Regions from separate parts of the Mus musculus genome. Here all the other regions are linked to region 1. Evidence: chromatin contacts called from public Hi-C and promoter capture Hi-C data. All regions are on one chromosome and are shown on one strand. The core of a region is the stretch at or near the end of the contact, and the rest is flanking DNA. Distances in the headings are between cores, read along the strand shown. Region 1 has its middle 22 kb from the start of Gm36405. Region 2 holds the start of 8430423G03Rik (RIKEN cDNA 8430423G03 gene). Region 3 overlaps Katnal1 (katanin p60 subunit A-like 1).

What was found. Promoter capture Hi-C pulls out the DNA fragments that hold promoters and counts their contacts. A called contact is a pair of places that touch in the nucleus more often than the background predicts.
Region 2: a contact with region 1 is called in a promoter capture Hi-C map of pre-B cells. The contact joins the promoter of 8430423G03Rik here to the enhancer-like site in region 1. A contact is called at or near these places in 15 of 39 promoter capture datasets (the 3T3-L1 cell line, the C10 cell line, the HPC-7 cell line and 10 more), 12 of 484 Hi-C or Micro-C datasets (the C10 cell line, CD4 T cells, the HPC-7 cell line and 7 more) and 11 of 115 datasets of contacts at active chromatin or transcription factors (the 230-238 cell line, acute myeloid leukemia, bone marrow-derived macrophages and 5 more).
Region 3: a Hi-C map of CD8 T cells shows a contact between it and region 1, with 2.1 times the contacts expected there. The contact joins two enhancer-like sites. A contact is called at or near these places in 1 of 39 promoter capture datasets (the C10 cell line), 1 of 15 datasets of contacts at CTCF or cohesin (CD8 T cells), 19 of 484 Hi-C or Micro-C datasets (B cells, the C10 cell line, CD4 single positive thymocytes and 13 more), 5 of 115 datasets of contacts at active chromatin or transcription factors (the 230-238 cell line, effector CD8 T cells, embryonic stem cells and 1 more) and 1 of 9 other capture datasets (embryonic stem cells).

The regions. Positions count from the first base shown.
Region 1 is chr5:148,830,071-148,832,943 of GRCm38.p6, reverse strand. No RefSeq gene overlaps it. Among named protein-coding and RNA genes, the nearest start is that of Gm36405, 22 kb to the right of the region's middle. Within about 2 kb of position 1,358, at least 51 of the 459 cell types and tissues checked have an H3K27ac peak or open chromatin away from gene starts, as enhancers often do. A contact at or near this core is called in B cells, CD8 T cells, the HPC-7 cell line and 3 more, where this site is marked.
Region 2 is chr5:148,948,768-148,951,640 of GRCm38.p6, reverse strand. 8430423G03Rik (RIKEN cDNA 8430423G03 gene) reads right to left here and starts at 1,391. Exons shown (of 3, transcript NR_040686.1): 1 at 1,253-1,391; 2 at 808-981; 3 at 1-308. LOC108169085 (a long non-coding RNA gene) reads left to right here. Exons shown (of 2, transcript XR_001785025.1): 2 at 2,633-2,873.
Region 3 is chr5:148,895,800-148,898,672 of GRCm38.p6, reverse strand. The region is part of intron 4 of Katnal1 (katanin p60 subunit A-like 1); the gene reads left to right. Among named protein-coding and RNA genes, the nearest start is that of Katnal1, 31 kb to the left of the region's middle. Within about 2 kb of position 1,447, at least 112 of the 459 cell types and tissues checked have an H3K27ac peak or open chromatin away from gene starts, as enhancers often do. A contact at or near this core is called in B cells, CD8 T cells and the HPC-7 cell line, where this site is marked.

The DNA.
Region 1 (2,873 bases), core at 109-2,608:
ATACATACATACATACATACATATACATACACATATACATATATATATCTGGCTTGAAGTGGCTCATTTTACTGGCAGAGAAATAACTTATCAGATTCCAGCACCAGGTAAGGACACTGAAACTTCCTGTCTCGTGGAGGGAACAACTACGGAATTCTTGGACTTTCCTTTAGTGGGCGCACAGGTGCTCTCTCTCTCTCTCTATCCCCCCCCCCTCTCTCTCTCTCTCTCACACACACACACACACACACTGATTTTATCAGTTCCATTCCATTAGAGAACCCTAATTCAGATGGGTAGTGAAGATGATTAGAGAAAGTATCTAGGTATTTAATCCTCAGGAGATAAGGATATCTGAGCAGCACCAGGAGCCCAGGTTGGGTCAGGAGCTAACCCAGGTGACCGCCATCGTATACAGAGGGAAGGGGACTCGCAGGGCTCCTGAATCAGAGCTGCAAGTGGACAGGAAAGCTAACTGCGACGAGGTCGGAGAAACCAGAGGCTTCAAACCATGTGAGACTATTCAAACCATGTGAGACTAACAGGGGAGTTTGCTTTCGGGATGGATTTGTATATCAGAGAGACAAGAACCCGGGAAGCCAAATAGGTAACAACCTGGAAAGAGGCCAGTGGTGGCTACGCTGAGGTAGTGGCTGGGAGCAAGTGGTCAGCCATCGACCTCTGAGTGTATTTTAAAGGTAAGGTCACGGGGCTGCTGATCACGTGGGCTAGTGCGTGGAGAATTAAGATGGTCAGGGGTGAACCCAAGATGTGGAAATGAAGGAGTTGCCTTCACTGTCCGAAAGAGTCGGGAGAGGAAGTCGGACTTAGCAAGGGCAGGTGCTGAGCCTGGAAGCACGCAGTTTGCATCCAGTATCCTTGTGGCGCCTTCTAGCGGGTGGACAAACAAGTCTGTCGCTAAGGAAAAGCCTGAGCGTATGAATGGTGTTTAAAGCCACGAGCTTTCAATGAGCATGAGTGGGTATAAGAAAGGATCAATAGTGGCCTCTTGCTTAGCGTGGCAGGGACAGAAACTGCAGACGCCAACAGCGTGGGCGACGACCTCTCCATATCTCCTCACTGAGTCTCTCCATCAGCAATATCCACACTGCCGACCCAGCAGCAAGCCAACAAAACAACCAACCAGCAGGGGGTGCTACTGAGCGCCCCTCTCCACCCTCTACCTTCGCTCTGCTCATCTCGGAACCATCTCCTGGCAGAAAAGGGAGCAGGGAAGTATGACATTAAATTTCAAAAGCTCTCTCTTAAATAAATAAACTCGAAGTAAATGGTGTTTGCCGTTTGAATGGGCAAGCTTCAGTTTGTGCTCAAATGAATTCATGTGGCTTCAGCGCTTCCCCTGGGATGTTGAGCAAGTGAGCTTTCATTTTCACTGTGCGTTAGGCCAAGAATAGGAGGAGGGGGCCCTGGGATCTGGACTCATTTAAATCCTGCGTGAAAGGGATCAAGGCCACTAGCAGTGGTAAAGACCCAAACAGACACTGTAGCGTCTGCCAGAGTCCCTCCTTCCATATTTCCCTGGCTATTAGGGTTGGTCCGCCCTCTGTCTCCCCAGCCCTTGAAGGACTACAGCCCCTTGCGCTTCCCCTGGGAGAGGGCTTTGTTCCTAGAGCACGTTTTGCCCCGGGAGCCTTGCTCTCCCACAGAGATGCTTTTCAAGCAATTGCCCAACTCAACCAAGCTTCTGCTTCCTTGTCTTCTGCCTGCAGTCTGTGGTCACAGATTTGAAAGACTTAATAGACAGACAGACCCGTTTGTCTCTCCCCGAGTGAGGAAATGAAGATTTCCACTTGGCGCTGTGTTTGTCTTGAGAACAAGACCAAGCAGAAAATCGCTCCCGTGTTGCCCAACTGCCGTCCTTGGGAAGAAAATTTTATATTTTTTTTCTTTGCAAAATTTTATTCAGACATTTTGGGCTATTATTTGCTTAAACCTTCCCCACTCTTTCTCCTCCCTGACCAACCCTGGTTTTGAGATGGAAAAATAAACTAGCCCCAGTATCAATGAACACCAGTGACTGTTTTCTTCTTTCATTATTTAAAAAAAAAAAAAAAAAAAAAAAAGCCATGTTTTGTCACAGGCTATTAACGAGTCACTAGGTGCTCAGGAAGTTTTCAATGCCTTTTCTTTTCCTAAGTTCACCCCTGCACCAAACACGGTGCCCACAGATACTGACAACTTCCGTCTACACAGCAACCCAGCAAGCTTTCTAATCCCGTTGGACCGATGAAGCAACTAAAGGCAAAGGATTTAGGGATCTTGCCTTAAGGCGGCCCTCAAGCCTGGTCCAGGAGCTCCTGCTTCGCAACAATGTCTGCATCCGCCCCTAAGATCAATGAGCTCTGCATCCTCCTAAGATCAATGAGCTCTGCACCCTCCTAATATCAATGTGCCTTGTTTTCTTGGAGTTTGTGCAGTTTGCACAACACTCATAATTTGAGTCAAAATACATGGGCTTTGTCAGAATTGTAGCACAGTGTGCTAATTACTAAGGAAGTGCAGCACAGACTCACGTTATCCTTTACACTAAGAGACTCAGACTTACGGAGGGTGGCAAGGCTTAGAATGCCCTTTAAAGGGCTTATCTTGCAGACCAGAGACCCCCAACCACTTTTGAAATCACTTGAACATTTTGGACGATGAAATGAAACAAGTGATCCAATTGACTTTCCCGTTGCTGTGATAAAATGTGCTGATCAAAAACAGCTCGGGGAGAAAGGGTTGACTGCACCGTTCTCTTGTATGTCACTCCATCATTGAGAGGGGTCAGGGCAGGAACCTAAGGCAGGAACTGAAGCTGATACTGTAGAGGAATGCTATCCTCTGGTCTGCTCTCACTGATTCATGGAGTG
Region 2 (2,873 bases), core at 142-2,641, 120 kb before region 1:
TATTTCTGTCCCAGTTGATACTATTTGTAGCTGCCTTCCCACTCCAATGGCAGTTGTGGGTGGCTGCGGTAGACACTAGGTGGTTTAGAGAATCAAAAAAAAAAAAAAAAAAAAATTCCCATGAGTCCCTTCGCCCCTTCGCCTGTTTCAGAATTCAGTCTTTCTGGGCTTCTCCTCTATGTTTTCACCATGGTGCTGGTAGTGGCTGTCCTGAGGAGCCCTGTAGGCCTCAGTCTGGAGATGGGAGGGCTATCTCTTTCCTCAGAGGGCTGGTCAGATCCATGGTGGTCGGGCTGTTTCACCTAAGGCTGCAGATGGAAGACAAGAACAATCACAGAATCTGGAGAGGAGAAAGGTGTCAATTGGGGGTGGTCGAGGGAGGATGTTGCCAGACCACACACATCCCAATGTGGCCAGGGCATTTAAATCTCCTTGACAATTCTTGCCTAAACTAAACAGTGGGCCAACTGGGGAACAAGTGACCAAGCCAAGATTGTACGAGTGCACGTGTATGTGTGTATGTGTGTGTGTGCACGCATGTGTGTGTGTAAATAACACAATTCAGGGACATGAAAGGAGAGAGGACTTGAGGGGAGTAGGGGACCAGGAAAAGGCCAGTAAGCAGGGTCAGATGGGGCAGAGTAGTGAGAAGGAAGACAAAGTATAATTAATTACACAAAATTACCAAAAATGCCACAATGTAACGCATTAAACTGACTCTCAAAGTAATTGAGGGGAAAAAAATGCATTTACAAAATAAAGTTTCATGGCATAAAATTGTTACAGGAATTTTTTTAGGGTCAAAACCTGGGCCCTGGAGACCCCAGTGATCTTGGAAGGCATCTTTCTTCCTTGGCGTGGTGTTCATCAGGAAGCTTTTTATTGACGGTCTTATCTCCTCCTGGTCCTTGGGCTCCTTGCTCTGTTCCACAGCCAACTCCTCAGTCCACACAGTAAGAGGAAATAAGGAAAGAGAACTCCCTGAAACAGAAAGACAAAACGGGGCCTAGAAATCTACAGACCGGACTGGCCGGCATCGGGACACATGGCCTCTCTTAGCTACAATGGTCATGTGCGAGCAGGAGCGTCGCCCCTGCTGAATGAAACCGGTGTTCTGATAGAAAGCAAGAACGGAGGGATCAGTACCAGCCTATATTGGATCCCTGATCTTGCCAAACTTGAGAGTTATGGAGGAAAGAGCCCACGCCATTGAGTCCTCCTCTGTCCCTGGTGAAGGCGAGAAAAAGCAAACCTTTTCTGAGTCGTGACAGCTGGGGGATGTCCCGTGGCTCCCCTCTTCTTTTTGGCCAGAGAATGTAACTGGTCGTCCCACAGGGTAGCATGTAACCGAGAGGAAATAAACGTCGTGGCTGTGGAATGTGTGGTCTATTGCTCACTGAGGAGGGTGGCGGGGCTTTTTACAACAGGAAGCCCAGGATGGATGGCGAATCGTAAGGAAGTAATCAGTGTGGTATTTCACTTCAGTTGGAGGGAGTCCGTTCGCTGCCTCTTAGCCTGGTTGCTTGAGGAGTCGATTTTCCCCAACCACTTACAGCTGTCGTGTTTTGTAGTGATTTCTATGTGTTATGTTTGGGGTTCTCAACTTAGAACAAGGCTCGCTTCTTCTTCAATTTGTTGCTTTCTTTAGTACTTCCAACAGTTCAGCCAGCCAAGAAACTGTGTGATGGGCCTGAAGCTACGGGGAGGCAGCACCCTACCATGGGGCAAGCCCTGCCTGCGGGGGAACCATTTAGATTGAACTAAAAAGAAACAGTGGCGAATGGTGGGGCTCAGGAGTGATCTGCCACAGCCACCTGGAGAACAAAACTAGGAAACATTGTATATGTTTTTAAAAAGTTACTTATTATTTTGTCTCTGTAGTCATGAGGATCAAACACGTTTGATCTACAGTTTATCTATCCCCCAGATCCTGAGCCAGTGTTTTTGTATCTTGGGTCGGTTGACTTGCGCTCACGTCAGTCAAATGCGACGACTGTAACTTTACAAGCAGAATTGCATTTCATAAAAAGCTCAGCCTTGGGGCTGGAGAAATGGCTCAGTGGTTAGGAGCACTTCCTGCTCTTGTAGAGGCCCCAAGTTTGGTTCCCAGCACTCGCATGGTGGCTCACAGCCACCTGTAACCGCCACTCTCGGGCCTCTGTGGATTAGAATACAAGATTTTTCTCCTTTGTAGTTTTTATAATTCTTATAGTCTACAGGCATGACGTGTGTCTTGAGTAACGGGCATGCGCATTCCTGCATATGTGTGTGTTTGTACAGGGTCTCCTTGTGTATCTCAGGCTGCCCTCAACTTTGAAATCTTCCTGCCTCAGTCTCCTGGGTACCGAATTTGCTAGCATGCCAAGCTTGGTTTGCATTTTTGTCCAGTGTTTCTTCAGGTCTATGTCCAGTCTCTCAAGCAAAATATAAACTGCTTTAGGTGCGGGAAGATGCTGTGGAATAATATTTGGATTCTAGGGTTGGACATTTTTTAAAAATGGATATCTTGAATGTTTAACTAAGAACCTGTCTTTCCACATAAATATATTTGCAAATCTGAAAACAGTCTTTTATTAGACCAAACATATACTTTAAAAAAAAAACCCTTTCCTTTAACATGTTATTTTTATAGGTGCTAAAAGAAACAGCGCGGTGGTAAGGAGAGCAGACACTTGCTGACTTCCAGCTGTGGAGGGGACACCTCTGATTGCTTTCATTCTAACAGCTCGGAGAGGCTGGGGTTACTGTCTCACTCATCCTACATCTCAGGAAACCAAGGCATGGGGCTGACATCCACGCCAAGGTCAGGATGCCACCCAGGTTCAGGCCGCCAGGGCTCGCTCAAAGGGCTTACCCACCACACACACTGCAGC
Region 3 (2,873 bases), core at 198-2,697, 66 kb before region 1:
ATATTTTTGTTGAGCTTTTTCTCAGTTTCAAGGTTGTCAAGTTTCCAAGGGTTTGTGATCTCTGTTTAAATGTGGTGTTTTATAAATGGGAAGATTGAATGTGAAGTCTTAGCAACCATATTTCATTTATTCCTCCTAAACCTCATGAGCACTGAGGTCTCAGTCTTTTTGCTTCATTGCTGTATTCTGTGCCTAGAACAGAGCCTGGCACACTAAACCTGCTCATGACTATTGTGGGAAGAGTGTGCATATTGGTGAGCACAGAGCTTGCTGTGGATCTGTTGCTACAATCCTTGTATCCTGATTGGGCAGTGTAGGGCGCTGCACCCACGTCAGTAAGTGTGCTCTGCATTGTCTGCCTGCGTTACTTTGTGGGGCAGTAGGGCTCCGGTGGGCTGCAGGCTGGCGTCCTTGTCTAACGTTTCCTGTGTTTGTTTCTGCTGTGGGGTGGAAGCAGCCCCCATGTGCAGCAGTGTGCCCTGTGAACAAACTGGCTGCAAGCCCAGGCCCACAGCTAGAGTGCCTAGGCCGCTGTTGCCGCTTGGACGGGCGGCTGACTTGGTTTGCCAGTTTCCTCGCTTCTTGAATGTGCTGATATGTGCTAGGTTCCCAGGGCACCAACACCGTGAGCATTGTGGATGTCAGCTGCTAGACTGACCTGACAGTGGGAGACAAACAGAGGCATGAAAAAGATTATACAGAATTAGCAGTTTACAGAAGAGATATTGGAGCTGGAGAGATGGCTCAATGGTTAAGAGCACTTGTTGCTCTCCTAGAGGACCTGAGTTTGGTCAGGTAATTCACAATCCTGTGACTCCTGCTCCAGGAGGATCTCATGTCCCTGGCTTACACACACACACACACACACACACACACACACACACACACACACAGACACATTTAAAAACAAAAACAATTAAATATGTATAATTGATATATTGAGGCTGAGAATGTAGTTCTTTGATAAGAGTGCTTACCCAACCATGGATGTAATTAATCTTGACACCAAGAAAAAGAGGAAGGAAGGGAGGGAGGGAGGGAGGCAGGGAAGGGAGGAAAGAAAGAAATGATACGTCTAAGAAATTTTGCATTTGTTTTTATCTACTGAGTCCAGGCAGCAGAGGGTAAGTTGGACATGGGAGAAGCAACAGCTTTATAGAAAGAGCCACAGGCCGTCTACAGCTCGGAGATGTTCGGGTGACTGTATGTAGTTCACTGCCTGACTAGAAAGGCAGTATCTTTGTCAAACAGGACACGCTGTCAGAAAAATCCTATGTTGATCTGAAACCCGCCTCTTCTGTTGCTTCCTATCGGCCTCCGCAGTAACAGCAGCCAAGGGTGGTGGTTCCAGTAGTAGCTCATTGGCTTTCGTGGCCCACATTTCCCGGAATCCTCCTCCACGTGGTGTGATGTGCGAGCCATTTCTCAGCTGGTCATTGAACAATGTGTCTGTAAAATGCACGGCACAGAGCAGTAGCTGTCTGTGTCTTAATCACTCAGTCCCACAGTGAGAGGAGCTGCAAAGGAAGATGCGCATGCTATTTGCATTTGGGGACAGGCTGTGTCAGTCACTGACTGCAAGCTATAAATATTTGCTTTGTCACTTAGAGCCTCATTTTCTTCACATAGAATAAGAGGCACGACTCACAAAAGATCCTTACGGAAGTTGTCTTGATTTGAATAATTTAGAAATTAGTACAAAGAAGCTAACTATTTTGCTTTAGGGAAAAGAAAAGTGTCTATCAGCCTTCACACTGTCAAATGGTTGCTAATTCTGACCTTAGTGCTTCGTGCGCAAATCTAAGGAAAGAGTTCTGAGGTCACTCTGTGATGTTCCAGTCTAGTGTTCTGTAGAAGACCCCATGTCCCAGATGTCAGCTTCATTGCTTGAAAGCTGTCTGTTTATTAAAGTAGTGCAGCTAATGGACTACTTCTGCTCAGGCACACGGCGTATGTATCAGCTCTCCCCGCCCTATTTTATGTTTGTGATAATGACACTACTCGCCCACTTTCACGGTGATTCTGCTGTAGCCTCAGAGTTCTCCCTTCACCATCTTGCTTTGACTGGCCAGGTCGTTCAGAGGCTCGCACCGACTTCTCTGTGCAGGAAAGGGTTTTACTTGTTAGATTCCTCCTCCTTCCCATCATCCTTTCCAGCAGTAGCCACCAGGGTTGTCTGAAGTGCAGGTCAGATCGGATGCTGCCCGTTTCTCCATCCTGTCCTCAGTCACGTCAACAGCTCGGCTTTCCCACGGGGGGCTGGATAGGTGCTTAGAGAGGGCCACAGTGCATCCTCACCCTGCCTGGAAACCGTGCTAGCAATCCGATGAGCTGTCTGATACCTGCTCACATCTGCCTTTGGACAGTCCCACGATTCCCATTTCTTTGAGTCAGAGATGGGGCTTTTCCTTCCTCTTGGTGTGTATCGAGCCAGCCTCGCCTCCCTGTTCTGAGGGCATTTGTGTGAAAGTGAGATTTGAACTTCACTTTCCATGTGGCAAATCTGAAATCACAAAGTCGGCCCCTGTTGATGCTCTCACTACCTCGTTTCGAGCATACTGGAGAATGGTCATAGTGTTCCCAGGGTTTGACTTGCGAGTGACTCATAGCCATGGCCTAGCCACGTCGTAAAATGTGATCCGAGACAGAACTTGTTTTAAGTTGGTTGGTATTGTTTGTTGTGTTGTTATGCTAGGAGCTTGTTTTAATAGAGTCAGTTTTAATACCTGCCACTTTTGCTACAAGGATATTACTAAGCACTTGACCTAGCCCTAGCACTAGTCTGCCCAAGTGAGCAGGTCCTCAAGATGAGGTCACCAACACACTGTTTGGCCATTTGCTCGGAGGCTCAGATGATCAGGACATTTGCCACA